Linked DNA regions of Mus musculus: region 2 is linked to region 1. A link is a contact called in public promoter capture Hi-C data. All regions are on one chromosome and are shown on one strand. Each heading gives the region's core, a stretch centred on a gene start, on an enhancer-like site or on the middle of the called end of the contact. The rest is flanking DNA. Distances are from core to core; before and after follow the strand shown. Region 1 holds the start of Spi1 (spleen focus forming virus (SFFV) proviral integration oncogene). Region 2 holds the start of Arfgap2 (ADP-ribosylation factor GTPase activating protein 2).

Region 1 (6,691 bases), core at 1,092-3,591:
TCCACACACTCACTCTTGGGTTCCTGTCTCGGTCTCACACACAGGCATCCTCACCCTCTCGTGAGCCCCCCCCCCCCCCGTCTCACACAGGCCTATACATCTGCTCACACTCACAGACACCCACTGTTCTCTCACCCCCTGCAGGCACACACATATATATTGACACACACAGGCTCACATCGAGTCCCAGCCATCAGTACATTCACATGCCTTTCAGAACCAACCAGGTCCCACTCTCCAGTGCTACCTTGGGGCCCTCTGTTACCGCCTGACCCTGACTCCTCCCCTCCTGTTAGCCGCTGTCCATCTAGTCTCAAGAAGGCACAGTCCGACATGATGACTGTCATGTTGATTATTTGTTTGTACGAAGGTCACCCAGGCAGATTTTGGGGATCAAGGAACTGTCCCTTTTGCCTCCTCCCTCCACTGTCCTTTTGATGGGAGACTCCCTGCCACCATTAATTTCTCTCTTCCCTCCTCTTTGTCCTCCTCTCCTTCCTTTGTCTTTCTTCCCTTCTTTCCCCATCTTCTTTCTCCTCTGCCTCCCTCATCTCCTCCATCTCTCACTTGCTAGGCACAGGGATATGCACTCAGAGCCTTCCCGTCAGTCACTGGGCTTCTCCCCACAACCACAGAGTGTGCCCAAGGATTGCACAATAGTTACAGTGGCCTTGCTTGGTGGGCCAGGGCTGCCTTGAGAGCCGGTCCACTCAAGAGATACTTGGTTGAGGCTGGAGAGAGGCTCCTGAGGCTGGAGAGAGGGGCTAAAGAGCTGGTGTGGGAACTGGAGGTCTGGCCTGTGTCCATATCAGCAGGAAGAAGAGGTCAAGGGTCAGGGACAGTGGCTTTAATTGAGGCAGAGTGAACTTCTGGGACACCCTCCATCACCTGTGCTTGCCCCAGCACCTTTCCCGTCCCAGGCAGGAGAAGGGGATCAGGGTAAAGGAGAGAACAGTGAGATTTGGCGAGCCTGTCTTCTATCCTGTGAGGAGACCAGAAGCTGGCCCTCTTCCCTGGGTTTCCAGGCAGCACACTAGGCCTGCCCCTGTTGCAGGACACTGACTACGATGTCAGGCCTGAGGTGCTACGGAGGGCTGGAAGGGATAGAGAAGAGATCTGTCTCTAGTTCAGGAACGCTGAGTCAGGTGGGCAGGCCCTGCTCAGCTTTTCCTCACTGCCCCAACACCTCCAAGGGTAGGAGAAAGCAAGAGGGTCCTCTCTAAGGGATTCTGGGCTGCCATTCGCCCAAAGCTGTGACTGTCACTGAAAACAGGAGGAACAGGTGGGATCCTCCCACCTGCTAGTGTCCCTGTCCCTGCCCCACCTTAACTCTAGCCAGATCTTCTCACTCCAGTCCCAATCTCCGTCCCATTCTGGCCCCAGTCCATTCTTCACCCGATTTCTCATTGAGCTAAGTTCTAGCCACAATCTAACTGCAGGGTTTCTGCTCTGTTCTTCTCTTGCCCGGCCTGGCCCTAAGAAGCCAGTCTTGGTCACTGCCCAAGACTCTCAGATCCATGTAGGCCCAAAGCCCAAACACTTGGATCAACAGCCAGGCCACAAACTGAATGTTGGGGACCCACGGGTGACTTCGAGTTCTAATAGCCTTTGCCTCAGGAGCCCACAGGTCTTGAGTTGAAACCTCTCCTGTTGCCTCCAGAGACTCCTAGGCCAGTCTCCAGATCTCCTCATCCATGGCCTCTCAGGAGCCGCCCTCGCCATCTTCAACCCAGAACCCTGCCCTAGAGTTCGGCCTGCCACTGAACCCATCTATAAATAGCTGTTCAGGCCCCACCGATCACAGCCCCACCATGGGGCCAGCCGGCAACCCTCAGCCCGCCAGGGCATGCTCTAAGGAAGCCAATGGCCCCTCGCTGGGTCTCAGACCAGCAGCTCCGGGGAGGAAACACCAACTTCCCACTGATAGGGAGCCGGAGGGCATCGGGTGGGCTGGTGGGTTAGTGGGCAGATGGTCACACATCCCAAAGCCCCAGGCTGGGCTGGTAGTGAAGCCCCAGTACTCACAGGGGCGGTGAGGGAAAACCCTTCCATTTTGCACGCCTGTAACATCCAGCTGAGCTCCAGGTTGGTCAGATCCCCTGCTTCGGTGGGGATCAAGGCGGATCCCCCTCAGGACCAGGTGCCCCGTCGGGGGACTGGACGGTCGTGGGTCAGACGCAGGGCTCAGGCCTGCCCCCTGAGCTACAGGAGCCCTGGGTGAGCCCCCTCCCTTGACATTGCAGGGCCAGCACAAGTTCCTGATTTTATCGAAGGGCCTGCCACTGGGAGATAGTCCCCTTGGGGTGACATCACCGCCCCAGCCCGTTTGCATAAATCTCTTGCGCTACAGGAAGTCTCTGGCCGGCTGGGGCAGGTGGTTCTCAAAGGGCAGCCCTGGGAAGACAGGGGGCCAGGCCCCTGCCCAGAGGAAACTGGGGCTGGGAGGGAGAAAGGCTAGCACTACCATGGAAGGCTTCTGCTGCTCCGGTCGCTAGGCCTTGCTGAAGTAGTCCACTGTTCTTTTAGCCTAATAATACCGATTTCTTCTCAGTCCCCTCTGGTGGCCAAGAGTCCCCTCTTCGGGGGGTCAGAATAGCGAGAGCGTGGATCCCTAATTTTGAGGGTGAATTTGTCAGGTGGAGGACTTTGGTCCCAAGGCTGCCAGGCTTGGCTCTTCCTGTAGGCCCTGCAATATCTGCTAGATCGTCCTAAGCCAATTAGGGCCAACAGTAGACACTGGGTCTCCCACATTTTATCTCCTTTCCAGACTTCTCAAGTGGGCTTCCCTTCCAATTGGGAAGGACATTGGCTTCTGATCCCCTCCCCTCCCAGCTAAGTACCACAGCTGGTGTCAGATCCCTAAGGACATTGTTCCCAGCCCAGTTCTCCCGGTTTCTCCAACCCTTGAACGTTACGATCTAGACTTCCTCCTTTATAAACCTTCCTCGCACGTTTCTTCTTTCCTCTGTTTTCCTATCCTTGTCTCTTTCTGATTGTCTGCTCATCTCTCCAGCCCATCACACCACCCATCCGTCTACACATCTCTGTTCAACCAACTGCTCATTTCTGAGCTGCCAGTCAGCTCGTCTGCTTACCCTCGCGGTTAGCAACGTGCTCATTTAGCCACTTGTCTGTCCGTACATCAGCCCATCCATCTGCTAACAGTTTGTATTTTTATTTCTTTATCTACTATATGACCTTCTGTCAATCTGGCCACCTGTCCATCCATCCATCCATCCATCCATCTGTCCATCCATCCATCATTTGTCTACACATACATTCTTCCACCCACACATCCATCTATTCACTTAATCTATATATCCATTAATTCATTAGTCTGCCTATATCCATCCATCTCCCAGTCTACTCATCTACTTATCTATTCTCAATGCACTTTTCCATCCATCCATCCATCCATCCATCCATCCATCCATCCATCCAACCATCCATCCACCCATCCATCCACTTAACTATTAATCAGTCTACCTATTTACATATCCATCCATCCATCCATCCATCCATCCATGCATCTTCCCTATGTTAACCAAGCTCTATGCTGAGTTCTGGGAAAGTGGAAGGGTTTCCTGTCCTTCAGACATCCAGTCTAGAGAGTAGAGCAATAGTTCTTTTCCTCCACACACACCTGTCCCCCACTTCTGACTCCAAGGACACACACACCTCTAGGGAGACTGCTCGGTTGAGCAAGAACTTGTTTTGTTTTTGTCTTTTTGAGACAGTTTCTCTGTGTAGCCTTGACTGTCACGGAACTCGCTCTATACCTGCCTTTGCCTCCCGAGTGCTGGGCTTTAAAGTGTATGCCACAGTCCCCTGTCTAAGGAGAACTTCTTGGTCAATTAGCTTCCTCCTGTGTATACTTTAACCTCTTGCTTTATGTAAAAACTAGCCTGATCCCTCCATATACCCCGGTAGTTTCTTACTGCCAGCAGAAAAGGAAGGGTCCCACCATCACCTTCACCTCCATCCTCTCTTTTCTTGCAGACACACTTGGGACTCCCCAGGGGGTCCAGATCACATGTCCTCAGGGCTCCCAGGAACCTGACTCAGGCCCCTCTCTGAGGTTAGGGAAGACACAAACTCACTCTACGCCAGCAGTTGTAGTTCTTCATGTTTCCACCAAATAGGCTGAGCTCCAGGTAACTGGATTATAGGGGGAGAATGGTCTGGGATGTGAGAACCAGGCCCCAACTGTTATTTTCATTCATTAATCCATTGCTTTGGATTGTTTTAGTAAGATCTTGCTTATGGTATCCTGGGCTAGCCTGGAGCTTGCTGTATAGACCAGGCTATCTTCAAATTTGTATTTATCTTCTCATTTTTGCCTCGATGGTGCTGGAGGGAGCCCCTTGCCAAACCCTAAACTCTTCTTTCCTTCCTTTCTCGCTTCACTCCTTCCTCAACTTGTGTCCATCCTTCTTTCCCTCCTCTCTCTCTCTCTCTCTCTCTCTCTCTCTCTCCTTCTTTTCCTTCTTCCCCCCTCCCCCCTTCACTCACCCCACCTTGTTTTTCTTAGGATCTCTAGCCCAGACTATCCTTGAACTTTTTTTTTAATAACTGAGAATAACTTTGGTCTTTTGATCCTCCTGCCTCCACCTTCAAAGACGTGGCCACCACATCCAATTGCTCAGTTTATGTGGTGCTGGGGATTGAACTCGGGGCCTTAAGTGTGGGAAAGCCTCTCTGTCAGCTTTCATCCCCAGACCCTAGCTTATTTTCTCTATGAGCATGTGTACTCATTTCTGCGTTCATCCAGCCACAAACATTTCACTCAGCGATTTCTATGAGCTGGACCTAAAGGCTCACAAACAGGCCCGTGGGGAGATGTGCAGACAGATTGTGGGCTTTGTGGAGAGAATGCAAGAGACGGGGAGTGGGTATGTGTGGGGCCAAGTCATTTGATCAGAGTCACAGAAAGGACATCCTGGGAACAGTGGGCAGAGGCTATCACACAATGCAGACTGACTGAGGAGGCAGAGAGTTAGAGAAGAACTTGGAGCAGTGAGCTGCCATCGCTGTGGTTGGGAGAAAGGCATGATGGGAAACCTTTACTGTTAAGCCCAGGAGCCTGGGCCAAATACAGCATCATCAATGGAGTTTCTGTTTGTTCTAAGCGGGGAGTGAGAGATTTATCTGATGATCACAGACAGGAGACCAGGTAGGATGTGTTCCCAAAGCATAAGGTTCAAAGGCCTCCAGGAAAAGAATCATTCTTTTGTCCTATGTCTGCCTGAGGCAGCCCATAAAAGAGAGCCAGGGGTACCCAGAAAGATGACAGAGTGGTTGACAGATTTGTAGCCCTTGCAAAAGACCTATGCTCCATTCCCAGTACCTACATGGTGGCTCACAGCTGTATGTAACACCAGTCCCAGGAGAACCAATGTCCTCTTTTGGCACACACATGATGCACATATAGGAAAAAAAAATAAAAATAAAACAACCTTGATCACATAAATAATTCTCTAAAAAGTTTTTTTCTCTTTTCTTTTCTTCTCTTCTCATCTCTTGTCTTCTCTTCTCTTCTCTTCTCTTTCTTCTCCTTCTTCTTCTCCTTCTCCTTTCTTCTTCTTGAAAGGGTTTTCTCTTTTTAGCCCTGGCTGTCCTAACTGAAACTCACTCTGTAGACCAGGCTGACCTCCATCTCAGAGATCTGCCTGCCTCTGTCTTCCAAGTGCTGGGATTAAAGAGGTACACTATCACTGCCCAGCAAAATAATTTTTAAAAAAGTAAAAGGAGATCCAGGGTGGTTTGGAAGGTCTCAATTATAAAGTGTATGCTTAGTGTCCTGAGTGCAATCCCTAGTACAAAATAGACCTGGCAATGGAGGGAGAGGGGAGAACACAAGGAAATTTAAGACCAAACTCTCTAGAACTGTGTGGGCTAAGGCCCATCCTCTGCATGACAGGATCCTGTGGCTGAGCCCACTGCTCTGCCTTCACTCCCAAGGCCTCTTCCCCTCTCGCCTCCAGCGACCTGCTGTTAGTAAAACCCCAGAAGTCTAGACTCTAAGAAAGCCCAAGTCAAAACTTGAACCTCACAGAGGGGACCCGGGACCCACAGAAAGGCTCCTAGCCTGACCCCAGTCACTAAGAGAAACACCCGAGACTATTGCTGTGGTGCTGAGCTAAATGTACAAACAAGATGTTTTCAGTTTGCAGTGAGTTTCGTCCTCAGAGGTGGTGGGGTAGTGGTGCTGTGATGGTTTTAAGTCGTGAGCAATAGAGGAAGCTGATGCACAGCCCAAGTTCATGCTGCCTTTTAAAAGACACTTGGGTGAGGGTGATAGCTCAGTTGGTAAAGTGTTCACTTGTAAGGGTGATGACCTGAGTTCAATCCCAGCTCCTACATCAAAAGCGAGGAATGGTAGTCTACCTTATAAACCCAGCACTGAAGAGATAGAGACGAAGGGCTCATCCTAGCCAAATCACTGAGTTCAAGGCATGTGAGGGACCCTGTCTCAAAACACAAGGGAGACAATGCCCTGAGAAACTGTGGAGGTTGGTAAAAGAGATTGACCTTTTGCCTCTATGTACATGGACACACAGACACATGATTGTACACACACACCCACACAGGTACATATGCACATGCACACACACACATGCAAATGTGACAGGGAAAACTGGGTCTAGGAGTCTGGAGTCTGTTACTTAGCTGGATGTTTCCATCCTTGTGA
Region 2 (6,691 bases), core at 1,635-4,134, 170 kb before region 1:
CTTCAATTCAGAGCTAAGCCCATTCCCCTAACTGATAGCACTAACAACTCTTACGTATTGACCATGCACCAGATGCAAATCCAAGGTGCTCACAGATACAACAGGTTCAGTGGAAGTAACTATGTTCAGGCCCTAGGAAGTAACTATGTCTCCATTTTAGAAACTGAGTTTTCCCCCAGGTTAAGTGACTTAGCCACATCACAGAAATACTTGCAGAGAGGCTGGGATGTGACCCAAGGCTCTAACTTCAATACCCATTGCCAACAGAGGGGAGAGCTTTTTTACAGGTGGGTCACAGGAGGGGCAATCCTCATTGTCTCCAACTTCTGTTCCTTTTTGGAAGTTGTTTAGGGTCCCTGAGACTTCTTGAGCTTTCAAACTATTCTCTACTCCAGGATCCATTTCTAAGGAGGATTCCACTCCACTCCCATAAGAAGCAGGTAGTAATTACCAATTCTGAACTACAAACACTCTCTGAGACATTGTACCTAAACACAAGAATTTATGTCATGATCACAAAAGGGTATATACAGCCTTGGTAAGTAAAGCATTTATCAGAGGAAACATCCCTGTGGTACTCACCTGAGTATGTTCTGTGAAGAAATCAGAGTCTTTCTTCTCTGGAGAGTGACTTGGAGCACTGTTCATACTGTCTATCCAAAGCTGGAAGAGAGGAGACACTGAAACTCAGGGCTGTTACTATCTCTTATCCCAGCACCCTAGCCCAGGAACCAGCACTCACATCAGTACCATGCCTAGTCAGAGCTGCACTCCCTAACTGCCGGATCTTCTCTCGGTACATCTGGGCAGCTCGGCTCGTATATTTGGTGTTAGCATCATTGGCCATACATCCGTGTTGGCGGAAAAAAGCAGTCTGGAGAGCAAAGAGAAGGAGTAATATGTATGTGCAAATACTCTCGCCAAAGAAAACTGTATTCACACTATAGGAGACACATTACTAAACAATTGGGCTATTATTTATTCAGGATGACACACTACTGACATCAGCAGGTTTTCAAAGAGGTAAACGTCTTCCAAGATTTCTTCTCAAAACAAGACAGAACAACAAAACCTTTTATTTGTATTTATTCCATGTGCACCCCAGCATGTGTGCAGAGGTCAAAGGCCAAGTCCATGGAGTTGGTTCTCTCCTTCCACCTTATGTGGGTTCCCTCAACTGAATGAACTCAGGTTACCAGCCTCCCTCAATAAACACCTTCACTCACTAATTGACCTCCTCCAAAATTCCTCAAAAAACCCAAAAACCACCATGCCAGCCCCTCCCCGTAAGAGCAGGGAACAAGGTCTAGGGGACTGAAGAATGTATGTACTTCTCTGTTCAGCTATCCTCCCTCCAGGAGCCCACAAAACCCCAATGACTATGGAGACACTGCTACTGCCAGAGAGCACCTGTCTAGTTCAGTTTGTATTTCCTTTTTTTTTTCTTTTAATTAGGTATTTTCTTCATTTACATTTCAAATGCTATCCCAAAAGTCCCCCAAGCCCCCCCCCCCAGTTTGTATTTCATTAAGCCTCTTTGAAAGAAGCTGTTTAAATTTTTCTGAATTTAGAAAAGTGTGTGGCATGTTCCAGAGCTGCAAACTCTCGGAACAGAGAAACCAAACTCACTTTGAGAAATCAAGGAAAAGTTAAATACCCAGGCAGAAGGATGGGGGTGGAAGAAGGTAAAGGAACGTTACCGCATTGGCATTCCCGCCGACCTGCATACACCTCAGCTGCAACCAGCTCCAGTTCGAATCCAACTCTGTGGACCTGTGTACAAGGGCTGAGTGTCACCTTCCCTATCAAGACTAAACCTGTCATTCGGCCTCAGGCTTCTGTGGGTGTCCAGGAACCATCAGTCACTGTCCCATTTCCTCCTCTCTCCCCTGTATTTGAAATCATTGCGCTTCGCCTAATCCAAAGGGTACTAATTATTTCTGAAAAGGAGATCCGAAAGGAGGTCGACTTCTGAGAAATGCAGGCACGGGTTTGGCTCTTCTTAAAGTTTGGTCAAAGTCGCACTGGAGACCTACTGGGCCAATCTTTCTGCAATAACAAGGTCAATGCATCTAAGCTCTCCCCCAAACTGATGCTGAGTACCATGTTAACTGTGAAGAGAGAAGTCTACAGAGGTGGAACCCCCCGCCGCCCTCCGCCCGCAAGCCCCCGCTGTAGGCTACCAGAACTCCCGCCAGGAGAAATCCAAACATCAAATTCAGGAAGGTCCAAGTCCAGGCGCCCTCTCCCCGTCGCTGACCACGCACACAGCCCCCGTGGAGGCACAGCACCCTCACACAGAACCTACCTGATAAAGCTGAGATGGACACCCAAGGAGCGATGCACTCCGGAGCAGTCAATACACAAAAATACACCGTAAGTGATGCTGGCCCAACTAGGACTCTTGGCGCCACAATCGAAACAGGCCTAAGTGGAAAAGACGACAAGCGAACGGTTAGGGCCCAGAGTCGAGGCCCGGCGCTAGAAACCACAAGAAAGCCTCCAACCTCCGTCCTCGCCCTCCCTCAGACCCCAGGGGACAAGAGACGTCTTCTCCGCCGGCGTCAGGACCCGTACCCCGCCCGCTCAAGCACCTTGTTGGTGGGAATTGCGCGAAGTCTCTTAAAAATAGTCTGGATTTCGGTCTTGCTCGGGCTCGCCGCCATTTTCTCTCCTTCCCAGACACAACCGCGACCGACAGGTCCCGGCGCGGGCCAATCCTCGGCGGCGAAGGCAGGCTCACCGCGCCGGTCACGACAGGGCCCCGACCCGCCTACGAGTGGAGTGATTCGACCAGATCTGGGCCAATGAACGTCGGGCGGGGCTGAAACATGACGTTAGCAGCCGGGAGCTCCACCACGGGCCTGAGAGTGAACGCCGCGCTGCGCCTGGCCAATCCGCAGCCCGAGCGGGCGACGGCTCGTGGACTGGCCCAAACTTCCTCACGAGTTCCTGCTGGACCCGGGTACCCTACGTACCGCTCGACCACTGGCTGTAGGCGTCAGGCAGAGAGCCATGGTAACAGACTCTGTGATGGACGAGTAATGATTAACAATCTCCCAAGTGCTCATAGCCCCATCCGGAAGGCATTGGCAGGGCTCCAGCTCAGCTCACAATCCAGCAACTGGCCTAGAGCAGAGGCCAGCACACAACAACCTTGATCACCAAGTCCCTTCCAGTCCAGATTGCACTCCTGAAATTCCGGGGCAGATACCAGGAGGCAACTGCCTGCCCAATCCCAGTTCCATAACACATGGCACGCCCACGGGCCGACCCCGTGCCTCCCACCAGCAAGAGTAGGCTATCAAAAGACGCTCACAACACTTGATGGGGTTTTTATTCTTAATCAAATTTAATGCACACTACAAGTCACAAAAGAAGGTGCTGCCAGCCTCAAACTACATTCTCCCCAACCTCACCCCAGGAACTCCTAAACAGTTTAGGAGCTGGATCCTCCCACTCTGGGATGACCCAAATGTTCCCGAGGAGGCTCGGGCACCTCTCGACCCTCCATCATTCCAACCTCCAACTCTAGACACAGACCCCTGCCCTTCATGGGCCCTGAGACTTCCTCCTGTGGGAAAAGAGAGACAGCAGCAGCACATGGTTCAGGGCCTTCAGGTCCAGCAGTCCAGGAAGGGTTAAGCTCTGGCCCAGGTCAGAGAGACGCCTTGGTAGGGCTGTCAGGGCACTCAGGCGCCCACACATTCTACGTAATTGGCAGGGTACAGACCAATGCGGCCACTCTGCAGCTGGCCCTGGCACCAGCCCTGCTCATCCTCCTCGCTCATCTTCAGCAACTCTTCCCCTGAAGAAAGACAAAACAGTCATTGCCCAAAGCACTGGCTTTACTGGTCTCAAAACTAGGTCATGGACTGGGGGATGGAATAGCACAAGGGCCGACAAACTGGAGGATACCCAACTCAGACCAGGATAGGACACAGCCAGGAAAAGCCACCCAACCTTAGACCCCAGGGAGGCAACTGTCAGGCTGCAGCTGGACCCTGAGCAGCCTGTGAGGATGGAGTCCCTGGCTTTCTTCGTCTACAGCCCTGCTCTAGCAAGTAGGACGGGGGCTGAAGTGGGAAGGACCATGAAAGGGCCCAGCATACCTGCTCGGAAGCTCAGCTCATCAGCCTCCTGGCCAGCATAGTCATAAAGCGCCCGTACCCTCACCCCAGTGGCAACTTTCCGGGGACTCTCCTCATCTGACCAGTCCTCGTCCTGCCCGCTACTAGAGAGGGGAACACAAGGGGCACAACTCAGGGCACAAGACCCACTGTATCCAGTACTCAAGACAAAGGGCTTGGCTGCTTGGCGGCGGGCAGGGAGGAGCCAAGTGAACAGCCATCCTGCTGCCACTCACTACTGTGGATACAGGTCTATCTCTGTGCACAGGACTGTTATACAGCCAAACTTCGAGAGACACCGGACCATGGAGCAAATCTAAACCTCGGTGAAATTAACTCTCCCAAGATGGCCGTCGGGCACTGATGTGATAGGAAAGCAGGAAGAAGTGGTAACAAGCAAGCCATAGAGCCCGGTCTTGGTTTTGTTCAGGATCCCGGCTCTCACCCCGGGGACGATGGGGACTGGGGTGGGGGTGCGGTGCCATCTCTTGTCGGTACAATGCTGGTCAGAGTAACCTCATCTGGGCTCCGGCCACCCTTCTCCTTGCGGCTGATGGCTCTCTGTGTGTCTAACGACCATTCCTGTGGAGAGATTTTGGCCCACCTTCACTGACTTCATCGCAAACCTTGTCATCCTTTTGGGATCCACACTGAGCCCAACCCAGGCCCACCCAGCCTCTAAGACCTGCCTCAAACTGTGGCCAGTTCATGGCCATGCCAGGCCCGTGTGTGCTCCGCCACCAGCGCAGATCCTCTTCATCACTGGCAGCCTCAATGCTCTGCTGCAGGTCTCGATGGAGTTCATGGAACCTATGAGGCACCCAGTCAGACAGGGAAGGCCAAGAGCCCCTAGAATGTCAAATTATGCAGCCCCACCAGAACCCAGAGGAGGTCAGGGGAGCCTCTCTCCAGCGCGCCGTCATACTTGTCGCTACTGGAGAGGTCGAGGTGTTGATGCAGGGTGAGCAAGACATCCTTGAAGAAGAGAAGCCGCTGGCGCTCAGCAGCCTGGCAGCTCTCAAAAGCCTGCTCCATGTCCTCCATGTAGCGTGGGGTGTAGCGATTTAGCTCGGCCAGGGTCTGCTCATACTGGGTTTTCATCTGGGTGAGAGAGAAGGGAGGCAGTGAGGACAGACTGCCTTCCACTCAGGCCCGCACCAGCATTCTCTGAGCATAGCCATAGGCTAGACCTGAAGCAGTCAGACCTGGAACTCACTTCCTACCCTCAGGAACTGACAGAAGCAGCCTAATAAGGGAAGTGGTACACAAACAAACACCTAGAAGAATCTGGATGAAGTGCAAGACAGGGTCAATCTAGATGATAAGGTGAGATAAATCCAAGTAGGCTCCCTGGAGGAGGAGGTGTTATAGAACTGCCACCCCTCAGAAAGGATGAAATGCTAGAGAGAAGGACACTCCGGGCAGGCGACAGAGTATGCAATATGAGAACCGATTCCAGGTAACTAAGTCTCCAACTTCCTGAAACCCAGCTATTTCTCTCTTGGGTAAAAAAAAATAAAATAAAAATAAAAAAATAAAAAGTAAAAAATGCCATTCTTCAAAATCCCATTGCTTTCCTGGGTAAAACATTGTATTTCCTCATGTTTCTCTCTCTCTCTCTCTCTCTCTCTCTCTCTCTCTCTCTCTCTCTCTCTCTCTCTCTCTGTGTGTGTGTGTGTGTGTGTGTGTGTGTGTGTGTGTGTGTGTGTGTTGGAGGCAGAATGTCAACACGGGGTGCCTTCCTCAGTTGCTCACAGCCCTTAGACAAACTGGCCATCCAGGTCCAGGGATCCACCTGTCCTGTCCATTCCTGACACACACCCATTCTGACAACTCCCCTTTACCACTCCAGCTGCCTTGCCTAGCTTTTACCTTCACAACCAGCACTTCACCAACCAAGCTATCTCCTCAGGCCCAAGTTCCTCCTGTTTGTTTGTTTGTTTGTTTGTTTGTTTGTTGAGACAGGGTCTCATTACAGTAGCTTTTGTTGGCCTGAAACTCCATGTAGACAGGGCTAGTAGCTTCTATGTAATCCAGGCTGGCCTTGAACCTATAAAAATCCACCTGCCTCTGCTTCCTGAGTGCAGATATTAAAAGTGTGCACCCCAACACCCAGCCCAAGTTCCAGTGGCATCCGGGAGTAGAGCAGGAAGAGCCTAGGGTCTGAAAAGGCATCCAGGAAGTTCTGCCAGGGGACTGTACCTTCTCTGCCTCCTTGGTGCAGCGGCCCACCCGCTCCTGTAATTTTCGAAGCTGCTCCTGGGACATGGAGCTGTCTGCCTTCGCGTGGCTCTCCCGGGTCTGGGCTGTCTTCTCATCCTTGCGGGCTGTGTGGTAGCTCTTCTTAGAAGCCTCAACCTAACGACCATGAGAACAACTCAGAATCCTAGCCGCCACACCCTGGTCCCGCGTAGACCTGGAAGGTGCCTGCCTCCTCTGGGAAGCACTGCTCCGGGCCTCACCTCCTTCAGCCTCTTTAGCCAGGGCTTCTGAGCTTTACGGAAACCATCCTCTGCAGCCCGGCTTTCCCGAAAGCCCCCCAGCACTGGCCGGTGGAAAGC

The links. Capture Hi-C pulls out chosen DNA fragments and counts their contacts.
Region 2: a promoter capture Hi-C map of adipose tissue shows a contact between it and region 1. The contact joins the promoter of Arfgap2 here to the promoter of Spi1 in region 1. A contact is called at or near these places in 17 of 39 promoter capture datasets (the 3T3-L1 cell line, 3T3-L1-derived adipocytes, the C10 cell line and 11 more), 3 of 484 Hi-C or Micro-C datasets (cerebellum, embryonic stem cells and myocytes), 12 of 115 datasets of contacts at active chromatin or transcription factors (bone marrow-derived dendritic cells, bone marrow-derived macrophages, effector CD8 T cells and 5 more) and 5 of 9 other capture datasets (adipose tissue, embryonic stem cells, liver and 2 more).

Annotation. Positions count from the first base shown.
Region 1 is chr2:91,092,328-91,099,018 of GRCm38.p6, reverse strand. It overlaps Spi1 (spleen focus forming virus (SFFV) proviral integration oncogene), which reads right to left and starts at 2,341. Exons shown (of 5, transcript NM_011355.2): 1 at 2,026-2,341. The coding sequence starts at 2,070.
Region 2 is chr2:91,261,308-91,267,998 of GRCm38.p6, reverse strand. It overlaps Arfgap2 (ADP-ribosylation factor GTPase activating protein 2), which reads right to left and starts at 2,884. Exons shown (of 16, transcript NM_023854.2): 1 at 2,595-2,884; 2 at 2,309-2,427; 3 at 1,701-1,773; 4 at 743-874; 5 at 583-663. The coding sequence starts at 2,666. It overlaps Pacsin3 (protein kinase C and casein kinase substrate in neurons 3), which reads right to left. Exons shown (of 11, transcript NM_001289678.1): 5 at 6,593-6,691; 6 at 6,333-6,488; 7 at 5,056-5,231; 8 at 4,820-4,940; 9 at 4,576-4,712; 10 at 4,113-4,234; 11 at 3,319-3,808. The coding sequence ends at 3,693.